Linked DNA regions of Sus scrofa: region 1 is linked to region 2. The links are chromatin contacts, called in public Hi-C maps. All regions are on one chromosome and are shown on one strand. Each heading gives the region's core, a stretch centred on a gene start, on an enhancer-like site or on the middle of the called end of the contact. The rest is flanking DNA. Distances are from core to core; before and after follow the strand shown.

The links. Hi-C and Micro-C count contacts between places; a contact is called where the count stands out from the background.
Region 1: a contact with region 2 is called in a Hi-C map of omental adipose tissue, with 2.0 times the contacts expected there. The contact joins two enhancer-like sites. A contact is called at or near these places in 1 of 5 promoter capture datasets (liver), 18 of 47 Hi-C or Micro-C datasets (alveolar macrophages, brain, embryonic fibroblasts and 10 more) and 2 of 2 datasets of contacts at active chromatin or transcription factors (alveolar macrophages and skeletal muscle).

The regions. Positions count from the first base shown.
Region 1 is chr16:79,558,519-79,564,042 of Sscrofa11.1, forward strand. It overlaps CEP72 (centrosomal protein of 72 kDa), which reads right to left. Exons shown (of 12, transcript XM_021076670.1): 10 at 3,556-3,682; 11 at 1,700-1,811; 12 at 528-987. The coding sequence ends at 816. Among named protein-coding and RNA genes, the nearest start is that of TPPP, 26 kb to the left of the region's middle. Within about 2 kb of position 2,508, at least 2 of the 83 cell types and tissues checked have an H3K27ac peak or open chromatin away from gene starts, as enhancers often do. A contact at or near this core is called in omental adipose tissue, where this site is marked.
Region 2 is chr16:79,485,569-79,491,142 of Sscrofa11.1, forward strand. BRD9 (bromodomain-containing protein 9) reads left to right here. Exons shown (of 16, transcript XM_021077128.1): 12 at 78-189; 13 at 2,636-2,674; 14 at 4,103-4,202; 15 at 5,372-5,539. Among named protein-coding and RNA genes, the nearest start is that of BRD9, 15 kb to the left of the region's middle. Within about 2 kb of position 3,458, at least 3 of the 83 cell types and tissues checked have an H3K27ac peak or open chromatin away from gene starts, as enhancers often do. A contact at or near this core is called in omental adipose tissue, where this site is marked.

The DNA.
Region 1 (5,524 bases), core at 1,258-3,757, 72 kb after region 2:
GGGGGAGAGGCCGGGCCAGGTAAGAAATACCAAGAAGTGCTGGCCAAAACGTGTCTACATTTGGTGAAAAATACAAACTCAGGTCCAAGAAGCTCATCCCACTCCAAGCGAGAAACAAAGTGACAGCAGGGGGCTCTTCCCCAAGCTCAGGACTGATTAGTGAATCTTTACACACACAGAAGATCTGATGAGGACCACCCCCCACCCCCCCGCTCCACACACACACACACACACACACACACACACACGGATGACCCTTCCCTGCGAAGTTACCAAAACCACCACCTGATCCTGGCGAGCGGCGGCGCCAGCACCCCGGCCCGCAGCTCTGCTCCCTCGACCTGCGGCGCCCCATTAACAAACTACTCCGTTTTGCCAAAGGAAGTGAGAATCACATGGAGGTGAGTGCCCCAGTGCCCGCGTGGTGCCAGGGTTCCCTGTGTGCAGTCCGGGAACTGTTCCCGCTCACGACTGGGCGCACGGGCATCCAGTGAGAAGCGCAGCTTTAACGAGAGAGAAAGCACATCTCCGAAAGCGGGTCTGTTTATTACACAAGCATTGCTCGTTCCTCAGTAGCTGACTTTCTGCTCCTCATACGTACCTGCTTTCTCGCGCATTAGGCAGAAAAATACAGCATTTTCTCCACCTCAAGATACTGGATGAAAACTGAATGCTGTTTGTCTCATTCAAAGAGGAGAGGGGCCCGGCTTGAGCCTGTCTTTTTAGGGTGTTTCAGGACATGAGGCCCAGGCTCGCCGGCCACCTCCAGAGAGAGAGACGCTGAGGGCGCCGGCTGGTGGGGCCGGAGCCCAGGGCTAGCAGCCCCCGGGGCTGGGGCCGGGGCCGGGGCCGGGGCGGCCGGGGCACAGGCCCATGGTCTTCTTGAGCTCGCGGTAGCTCCAGTGCAGCTGCTCCACCTCTGCCTGGTGCTGCGCCCGCGCCTGGCCCAGCTCCTGCAGGAGCCGCTCGTTGGTGCTGACCAGGGACCTGGAGCGGAGGCAGGGGTGGCGCTCAGCGCGGGGCAGACCAGAGTGGAGCCCTCCCACTGCCCGGCGGGGCTGGGTCTACGGCCTGACGAGCGCCTCGGGCCTGGTGAGGCCCCTGCCGCTCCAGGTCCAGAGACTGAGCTAGTTCTACTTCCCGGTCAAACAGAAAGGGCCCTCTTCCTAACGCTGCCGTGGCCACAGCATCGTTGGGAAGTCCTGACTTTCCACCCTTGGAACCATTTTCAACACGGGTGGGTTTCAGGAACAGAGAGGGGCTGCCGCTTCCAGGCGGCCCTCTCGCCGGCGGCACCAACCGAGGGCCGTCTGTGGACCACGAGCAGCAGCCGGCGCAGGGCCACTCCCTCCACCAGGCTGGCGAGCGCCCCCTGCCCTGGCCCTAGGGCCCCAGCCCTGCCCTCTGCGCTGTGCTCCGAGGAGCCCAGGGGGCTGTGGCCTGAGTGAGAGGAGAGGGGAGAGCAGAGGAAAGGGGCGGGTAGGGCCAGAGCGCTGCCCACATGCCTGGGGCTGGGATGAACCCCAGCGGCCTATGCCCTCCTGCAGCCGCCACCCGCTTTTCAGCCCCCAGGCCACTGAATGAAAGCTGGACTCCGCGCGCACACAGCCAGGGAGGAAAGGGGAGTCTCCGTGCGTGGAAGAGAGCAGACGAGCCCCGGCCGAGGGGGCAGGTGCGGCCAGCCCGGGAGCCCAGGCACCTGTGGCTCTCCTGCAGCATCTGGGTGAGCTCCTGGAGCTTGTCGTAGTGCTCCAGGTGCTGCTTCAGCTCCACGATCTCGCCAGAAAGCCTCTTCACACTGGTCTGCAACCCTTGCGAGAAAAGGCGGAGTCACGTTCAGCAAATTTCACTCCTGTTTCCTGACCAAAACCATTCTAGAGGCTTTTTTTTTTTTTGGCTGCGTCCACAGCATACACAAGTTCCCGGGCCAGGGGTCAAACCCGAGCCACAGCAGTGACAACACCGGGCCCCCAATCCGCTGTGCCACCAAGAAGCTCCACCACCTGCTCCAGAGTTTAAAGTGCCCCTGGGATGCAGGGGAAGGACAGAGCCCGGAAAAGGCCGTGAGGGTGATCAAGGCAGCCCCACCCAGGGCCCAGCACTAGCCCTGCCCTCTGGACACCCCGAGGGGCGCACGCAGTGCAGAGCAGAGGTGGGTGGAGGTCCCCGGGCTGGATCTGCTGCTGGCTGGCCATCAGGAAGGGCCCGAGGGCAGCCTGGGGCTCTGGGGGGAGGGGCTGGCGTCCCCGTGGCCTCGGGGTTTCCAACTGGAGGGGGGAAGAAACGGACTTATGGGCTCTTGGATACAAATTCCTCCGCGGGTAGACATCACACACCAGGCAGAGAAGGAGTGACAGTGACAGAAGGTCCTCAGCAGCAGTGGGGACACATCCTCTGAGGGCTAAGAAAACGCCTCTCAGAATCAATACCACCCCAACGACCAGGTGGGGGTCTGAGTGAAAGGCGTCTGGGGGGATGGCAGGGCTGCGGGGTTTGGGGACTGCCCAGCACCCTGAACACCAAGAGTATGTGACAAAACCAGGAACCCAGTGACAATAGTCTAGAACCTGGTGATCAGGTGGCTTCGAGATCCCAAACACAAAGCAGGCCAGGGTCCCACATGGCCTCCACCTATTTGGTGTGTGTGTGGGGGGGACGGCCAGCAGGGGGCAGTGCACGGACCTGAGGACCAGGGGACTGCTGGGGAACCACAGCTGACACAGGAAGGCTGGGCCTCCTCTCGAGGGAGAGGTGGGGTGACCACTCCCGGCCAGCCTGTCGGTCCTTCTAGATGAGGGCTGCTCTGCAGACAAGGTGGGGACAGGTCCTGGAAGTCCCCACGGGAGGCACCACACTGACATGGGACTCCAGGAGGCCAGTGCTGAGGGCACAACGACACAGACGCATGAGGCACCTGCAGACGAGGGAGCCGCCTCCAGAGCGGATCAGGACCGTGCCTGCACCTGCTCCAAAGCCCCCCAGACAAGAGAGGGGCTGCCAGACACCAAAGAACCGGGGAGCCAGAACCACGGAGCTGGGGCAGACTCGCCCAGAAGAAGACTGCATGCAAGGACAGCCCAAAGAAATGGTGGTGACGTTCCATACGTGACAATGAAAAGAAGGCCGAGGGCTCAAGGACCTGGCCGACACAGGAGGACAGGGTCTCAGGGAGGCTGTGCTCCCGCCCCGGACAGTCACTGCCTGGCCTTTAGGACCAAGTCCAGGCCCCTGGAGGAAGGAAAACAGAGCAGGCGCCCGGGCTGCACATCCCTGGCGAGACTGAAGCCCCCGCAGGACCCACGTCACCCCAGAGCGGGCTGCTCCCCGAACTGAAATCCCAAGTCCACTCTCGCAAAATCGGCAGAACGTCATCCAGGATGGTGAAGAGAAGGAAAGAGGAAGGATCTGGGGCTGGAAGGCGCCGCGGCCAAGGAGACGGGTCCCCAGGGAGCAGGGGAGGGGGCCTCGGGCCAGAGCGGCCTGTCCTCTCATCACAGGGACGGGCCGACGCCGCAGCCCGCGGACAGGCCCACGCGCACACACGCACGCACGCACCAGTGATCTGCACGGTCAGCGCGGCTGGGGCCTCGGCGCCCCTCACGTCTTTCTTCACGCTGCACAGGAGGGACTTTAGGCTGCTGCTCTCGTCCAGAGATCTGTCTAGACGCTGCCGCAGGTAATCCTGCGGACAGAGCCACACGAGTGCAGACAAGTTGGACAAAACCTCCTGGAGTCCAGAGGCACGTGAATTCGGGGGCTGCGACGGTGGAACCAAAGGGAAAGGCAGGCATCCCGCTTCGTGGCACATCCCCCACCAGCAGGCAGCCCCAGGGCTGAGAGCGCGGAGGGAGGGGCTGCCTAACCCCACCTCCCCTGGGCAGGCCCCCTGGTCCCCAGAGCCTGGTGCCCCAACCCCTGCGGAGGAGCAGGAACAAGGGCTGGCCCCTCCAGGCCTGCTTCTCGGGCGGGAGCACAGATAGACCTCGGCATCTGTGCCCGGTGGCAGGTGGCCACCCTCTATCACAGGTCAGGGCTGTGGCCTCGGCTTCCTTCCTGTCCTTAGCATGAAGGTCACACCCAGGCGCTGATGGGACAGGAGGGTGGAGGGAAGGGGACATGGGCTGCCATCAGAGCCGGGGACACCACAGCCCTAGGACCCCTGGTAGCAGGGAGGCCATCCAAGCCACCTGCTGCCCGACTGTCCCACCGTCTGCCACAGGAACCCTGCAGGCATATCCCCAGCAGCAAGCAGGGGGCTCTGAACAGATCTCGTGGCTTCTGCCAGGGGAGTAGGCCTCCCAGCCTCAGGACGGCAGGACACCCCTCCTGCTCAGCAGAGGGCCAAACAGAATCCCCACGTCTCAGCTGCTCCTGTCCTGTGGCCCAAGGCCACCCTGGGGGACAGGGTCACTCTGAGCTCCCCCACGGCCACACTTCTGTGTGGGTGGCATTTGCACAAAGGCAGTACCTGGGGCCCATCTGTCTGGACTCAAATGGTCAGTGTACGGGCAAGGGTACCACCTACGCGCCTGTCCACACGCCCAAATCCACGGTCCCGTCCTCATCCTGACAGGCCTGCCTTGCCCGTGGGGATGGCAGGCCACAAGGTGACCTGCCCAGGCAGGGACAGCTGGCCTCCCCGGAGACAGAAGCCTTCTGCATGCAGGTTCCAAGGCTGCAGCCCTAACTCACTCTTTTCCTTTTTTGTTTCTTTTTTTTCCTGTCTTTTGAGGGCTGCACCCACAGCATGTGGAGGTTCCCAGGCTAGGGGTTGAATTGGAGCTAGGCCAGCCTACACCACAGCCACACGCGATACGAGCTGCGTCTGTGACCTACACCACAGCTCATGGCAACGCCAGGTCCTTAACCCACTGAGTGAGGCCAGAGATTGAACCTGCGTCCTCAGGGATGCTAGTCGGGGTCGTTTCCACTGCGCCGCAATGGGAGCTCCTGTCACTGGAACTTCTATAGGGACCCCATTCTGTCTGGAGGCCCCTTCAAGAAGCACGGACATGTTCCCAGGCACACGGGACAGCCTTCCACTCCGGTGACTCCAACTTCTTTTATCAATGGTTTATACTGTTCAGTGTCAAGATCTTTACCTTTCTTGGTTAAATTTATTTCCCGGCGTTTTATTCTTTTGGATGCTGCATGAATGGCAGTGTTTCCTTGGTGTCCTTCTCAGAACAATCGGTGATATAAAGAAGTAAGAATGCTTCCTGCCATGTCGACTTGGAAACCGGCCCTTCACCAGGTTTGTCTGCTCTCCTTTTCTCCTGCGGCGTCTTCAGTGTCTCCGCATCAATGACCACGTCATCGACAGAGAGATCCTCTCACTTCTTCACGACTGGGGTGCTTCGACCTTGTCTTGTCTGCCTGCTCTTGCTACGACAGCTGACCCCTGAACAACCTGGAGTGGGGGTGGGGGCGCCCACTCTGCTCCAGTTTAAAACCTGCGCAGAACTTACAGTCAGCTCTCCAGGCCTGCAGCTCCGCATCCGCGTACCGCAGCACCAGCTGGGAC
Region 2 (5,574 bases), core at 2,208-4,707:
GAGCCTGTCTCGGGTGCAGCCGGGATGGGGCAGCAGGGAGCTGCTGTTCCAGCCTCTTCTCTCGCGGCCCCTCCCAGCCTGCAGGAGTTTGTGAAGGATGCTGGGAGCTACAGCAAGAAAATGGTGGACGACCTCCTGGACCAGATCACCGGCGGAGACCACTCGCGGATGCTCTTCCAGCTGAGGCAGGTGGGCTGCGCTGGGGCCCCTCCCGGGCAAGGAGCCCACCCAGCTGGGGCCGCGAGGTGGGGGCAGCTCTTCCTGCTGTGCTGGTCGTTACTTACTGTTTGTCTTTTCTTTTGAGCAGTTATTTTTCAGGGAAACGAGAAAGGTCGTCCCCCCGGGCCCGTGGTCTCCGGCCCTCTGCCCCCACTTTCTTTCAGCCGCCGCCACTTTCCTTCATCCCGAAGAATTTCCTCTGGTGTTTTTCTAAGGACAGATTTGCTGGCAGTGGATTTGCCCAGTCTTTCTGTATCTGAAGTGTCTTTACCTTTCTTTTTTGAAACTTGTCTATGCTGGGGTGGAATCACAGGCTGATGTCTTTTCCTCTGCCTAAGACAACGCCTGAGGAGCTCCCGCCGTGGCACAGCTTGTTAAGAATCCCACTGCAGAGCTGCTGCTGTGGCACAGTGGAAATCAGTGGTGTCCTGGGAGCACCAGGATGCAGCTTCGATCCCTGGACTGGCACAGTGGGTTCAGGATCTGACCCCTGGCCCGGAAACTCCATATGCTGCAGGGCAGCAAAAAAAAAAAATCCGACTGCATGCAGCGGCTTCAGTTTCTGCGGAGGTGCAGCTTTGACCCCCGCCCGGTGTAGGGCCTGGCGTTGCCACGGCTGTGATGCAGGCCACAGCCACAGCTTGGATTCCATCTCTGGCCCAGGAATGTCCATGTGCCACAGGCCACGTGTGGCCACAAAGCTTCAAGGGGTTGCCCTTGGCCTGTTTGGAGAAAACGTGCTGCCTGCTGCTCTAAATGCTTTTAAGTTTTGTTCTTTGTGACGGCTTTTCATCACTTCCCTTCCGGCCTACACTGCAGCCACAGCAACGCCGGAACTGCAGCGCACTGAGCAAGGCCAGGGATGGAACCCGCGTCCTTGTGGATGCTGGTTGGATTCATTTCTGCTGTGCCATGACGGGAACTCCTTATGTGCTTTTCTTTGTATTCATTCCGCTTAACATTGGTTGAGCTGCTTGGGTCCATTGGTTTATAGTTTCCATCAAACTTGGAATATTTTCACTCTTCAAATATGTTCTTTCTTTCTGTGTAAGCTTTTTTTAACGCAGAGGTGTGTCCGGTGTACAGCATAGAGATAAGCGACTTTGAGAGGTTTCCCTGCACTTGAAGTGAGCGTGCAAGGGTGACGATGCTTTGCGCGCCATGCAGCCTTTTCCCGTGGTGGGTCTTAGGTTTGATAGCGCGGCGCTTGACCCCCCGCCCTCCTTCTCCCCACCAGCAGCCACCCGTTTGTTCTCTGTGTCTGTGAGGCTGTTTCTTTTTGGTTCTATTCACTGGTTTGTTACATGTTTTAGATGCTGCCTCTGAGGGAGAACATACAGTATTTGTTTTTCACTTGGCACAATACTCTCCAGATCCATTCATTGTGTTGTTGCAGATGGCAAAATTTCATTTTTTCATGTCCGAGTAGTAGTCCATGGTGTGTGTGGACCACATTTGGGTCTTCAGTCTATTTTGAGTCTATTTGGGTTTTTTGCTTTTTTAGGGCCGCACCTGCAGCCTATGGAGGCTCCCAGGCTAGGGGTCGAGTTGGAGCTGTAGCTGCCGACCTACACCACAGCCACAGCCACACCAGATCCGAGCCACATCTGCACCCTACACCACGGCTCACGGCAGTGCTGGATCCTTAACCCACTGAGCGAGGCCAGGGATCAAACCCGCATCCTCGCGGATGTGGGTTGGGTTCATTATCGCTGAGCCACAGTGGGAACTCCAGAGTGTGTTTCATTGGAGGGTGTTCTGCTCTCTTTATTTGCACGTGCTGTCCGGTTTTCCCAGGACCCTTACTGCGTGGGCTGTCTTTGCGTGGATTGGCAGAACAGGCCTTGTTAACGGGCCGCAGGACCTAAGCTCACCTGCACACAGTCAGTGGGGTCCCCCCCGAAACAGCAGTGGCACTTTCCACAGAGCCGGAACCATGATCTTAAAATTCCTGAGGAAACACAGGAGAGCCTGACTGACCAGAGCTGGGGCGCCGCCCTCAGACCTGAGCTGCGCTGCCAGGCTCCCGTCACCAGAGCGGCATGGTGCTGGCACACAGGCTCTAGCCGGCCGGAGGGGGTGCCTGGCCCGGGGCCCCGGCCCCCCAAGGGAGGTGGGCGCAGGCGTCCTCACCCTTTGGCTGTTCCCCGCGCTGCCCTGTGGCCGGGGCGCCGTGTCTCCCGTTCTCTTCCATCCACGCCCCCGGGGCTGTGGGCAGGTGGCGCACTGCTTCAGCTCCGTGTCACTCGGGGTTGGCGGCCCCAGCGTCGCTGCCCACGCAGGGCCACCGTGATTCACAGGATGCCTGCCCACGAGGCCAGCTGAGCCCTGGATGGGCAGCTGTTCCCTCGCGGGCAGGCGAGCCGTCTGTGTGAGATTCTTCTGGACACCTGGTCTTGTCTGCTTTGCCTTGCAGAGGAGAAACGTCCCGGTGAAGCCTCCGGACGAGGCCAAGGTGAGTCCCAGGGACGAGGTAGGAAGAGCCTCGTCGTTAGGGCCCCGCTGGGACGCCGGCCTTTGATGTGTGTTTGGACGCCCGTTCGGTTCTGACGAGGAGGCGGAAGGGGGTCTCCCCTCCTGCGGTCCGGAGGCCGCAGCGCAGGGTGGGGTGTGGGGCCTGGGCTGCGGGGTTCCCTGGCCTTGGTGGCCGGGGTCGGCACCCGGCAGAGTGTCAGGCTCCCGTCGGCGGGCTTTTGGAGGATTGGGGGGCTGCGCGGGCGTCTCCCCGGAGGCCCGTGGGCGGCCGGGCCCGACCTCTTTAACGTACCTTTGGTCAGGGCCTTGGGACACGGGTCCCCCCGCGAGATGGGCGAGCAGATCCGGCCGAGGGGGGAGAGAGCGTGGCAGCTAATGGCTGCGAGCCGCGGTCTCTGGTGTCAGAGCACCGCGGTGGTCGCGGGACTCCTGTAGGAATTTGTGGCAGCAGTGGCCCTGGGGCCTCGCCGGTCACCGGGCTCCTGAGCTGAGCCTGGCTTGTCTGTGGTCTTGAGTCAGCACGGAACAGTTTGCTCGAGGGAGAAGCTGTCAGAGCACAGACAAGTCGGTTTGATGGACGCCGAGTGGGGGCAGCATGTTCATGGATCCCCAGGGCCAGGGCGGCCCCCAGGAGAGGAGAGGGGTCCCCGGTCCCGTACACCCTTGCTCGGCGGTAGAGGCCTCGTCCCTCCTCTGGGTGGCAGCAGACGTCTGTCCCCACCGTGCAGGCTGGGAGCTCTGAGCTGTGACCCTGGGAGAGGGGAGGGTGGAGCCTGCGAAGGACACCGGCGCCCGCCAGGCTCGTGGAGCTCTGTTTGCTCCTTGGGGAAGAAACGGTGCCGCTCCCGTGTCCTCGGGGGAGGGCTTGTCATCCCCCAAGAACTCTGCAGCGGTGACGGGACCCAGCAGCAGCATGAACGAGTGCGATCCGGCGGAAGTCGCGGGCCTGCGGTGACGTGGTGACCCCCCAGAACCCTGCAGGTGGTCGCAGAGACTCCCTCAGCTTTAGCTACGCGCTGGCCCTTGAAGCAGCGGACGGGGCTGGGAGATGTGTGTGCGGGGGCCCGCGCTTTGGGGAAGGCAGGGCGCTCCTGCGAAGGGGGCAGGAAGTGTCGGGGCCTCCGGGCAGAGCCGGGGCGTGTGCGCTGCTGGGAACCTGCCATGTTCCCTGCTTGGTTCCTGAAGACCGCCTGCGCCCCGCGGGGCTCCTGTGCCCCGTGTTTCCTCAGCACCCGTGGGTCCCGAGACCAGCAGCCGTCCTCGTTGGTCCGGCTGAGGGCGGCCGCTCGTGAGCCTGGGCCCCGTGCTGCCTGAACTGCAGCACCGCAGAGCAGGCCTTTCCTACCCGGTGGCGTTCCTGGCCCGCTCAGTCCCCCTCTCCTCTGTCTCACGTGACTGTCTCCTGCAGGCCGGGGACCCTCTCGGGGACGGCGGCTCCGCCCTGGACTTCATGGCCATGAAGTCCTATTCAGACGTCTCTCTGGACATCTCCGTGCTCGGCTGTCTGGGTAGGTCGTGCAGGGCGTTTCCGCCCAGGCCTGGCCCGGGGGGTGCCCCGCTTGCTCCCGGGAGGGCGGCTTGCCCGGCCAGCTGGCCGTAGAAGAGGACCCCCAGCCAGCGCCTGCCTGGCTCCTTTCTGACCTCAGGGGTCGTCCACTGGGGCCCCTTGATCCCATGGGCGGGGCAGCGGCAGCGCTGTGTCCCTCCCACCCAATCCCCCCTCCCCCCGCCCCCGTGTCGGCCTTGGCTCCCTCGCCCGCGGCTGGCACAGCCGTCCCGGCTCCGTTCCCTTCATCCCACAGGGCACTCTGGAGGCGCACGGAGCCCTCGCCCTGGAGCGGAGCCCTCGCCCTGGAGCGGGCCGTCCGTGCTCTCCCAGGGGCCGGCCTGTTGCTCACCAGCTCTCCTTTCTCTGGCTGAGACTCAGATTTTCTGCATGTTGCTGGGGTTTCCGTGGTTTGATTAGAACGTGCCCTAGTTTGCTGTCCCTTCATTTCGTTCTTCTTGGGTTACGTTTAGCTGTTGGCCAGTGGTTCCTGGTTTTTACTGCATGGGGGGCTTTGGCCCCAGGCGCTTCAGCTCTCCCCTGGCCCACTTCTGCCACTTGCCTCAGCTCCTTTTTGCTCTGCTCGGTTTCAGGTGCCAGGCAGCCTCGGAGGGCCCCGGGCGCTCCTCCCGCCGGCTGATCTGCTGGCCCCCAGGTTCCCTGCTCCCCTTTTCATCCTGGAAGCTCCACCCGGCCTTTCCGTGTCCTCCACTCCTGCCTCCCTTCTCTGTCCCTTGCCTTTTGAACAGGTGGCGCGTGTTCCCAGGTCACTGTCCTGTATCTCGTTTGCCGTGTTCCTCCCTGGTGGGGCCACGGCCCCCGCTCCTCCGCCTGCCTCTCGCCATTTGTTGGAGGCCGGCTGCAGGCACTAGACTTAGCCACCGCCTCTGATTGCGCCGTGTGGACGGGTCATCGGGCGACTTTGAGGGTCGGCCCTGTCCAGGCTTTGCTTCCAGGCATTCTTAGGGCCCAGAGCCGCAGTCAGGGTCCCCCTGCCGGGCCTGGGACGAAGGTGATCACCGGCGCGTGTGCCGCTCTTGACCCCGTGAGGTCGTCCTCACGCGGGCGCAGGTGGCGCTCGCTCAGGCCGCAGCCCTCTGGAGCGCAGATGCCATGGCCCCTTGTCTGCAGGGAAGGTGAAGAAGGAGCTGGACCATGATGATGGCCCCTTGAGCCTGGACGAGACCACGAAGCTCCTCCAGGACCTGCACGAGGCGCAGGCAGAGCGCGGGGGCTCCCGGCCGTCGTCCAACCTCAGCTCCCTGTCCAACGCCTCGGACAGGGACCAGCATCACCTGGGTGAGGCCCGCGGGCGCCCTGCCCGCCCCGCCCCC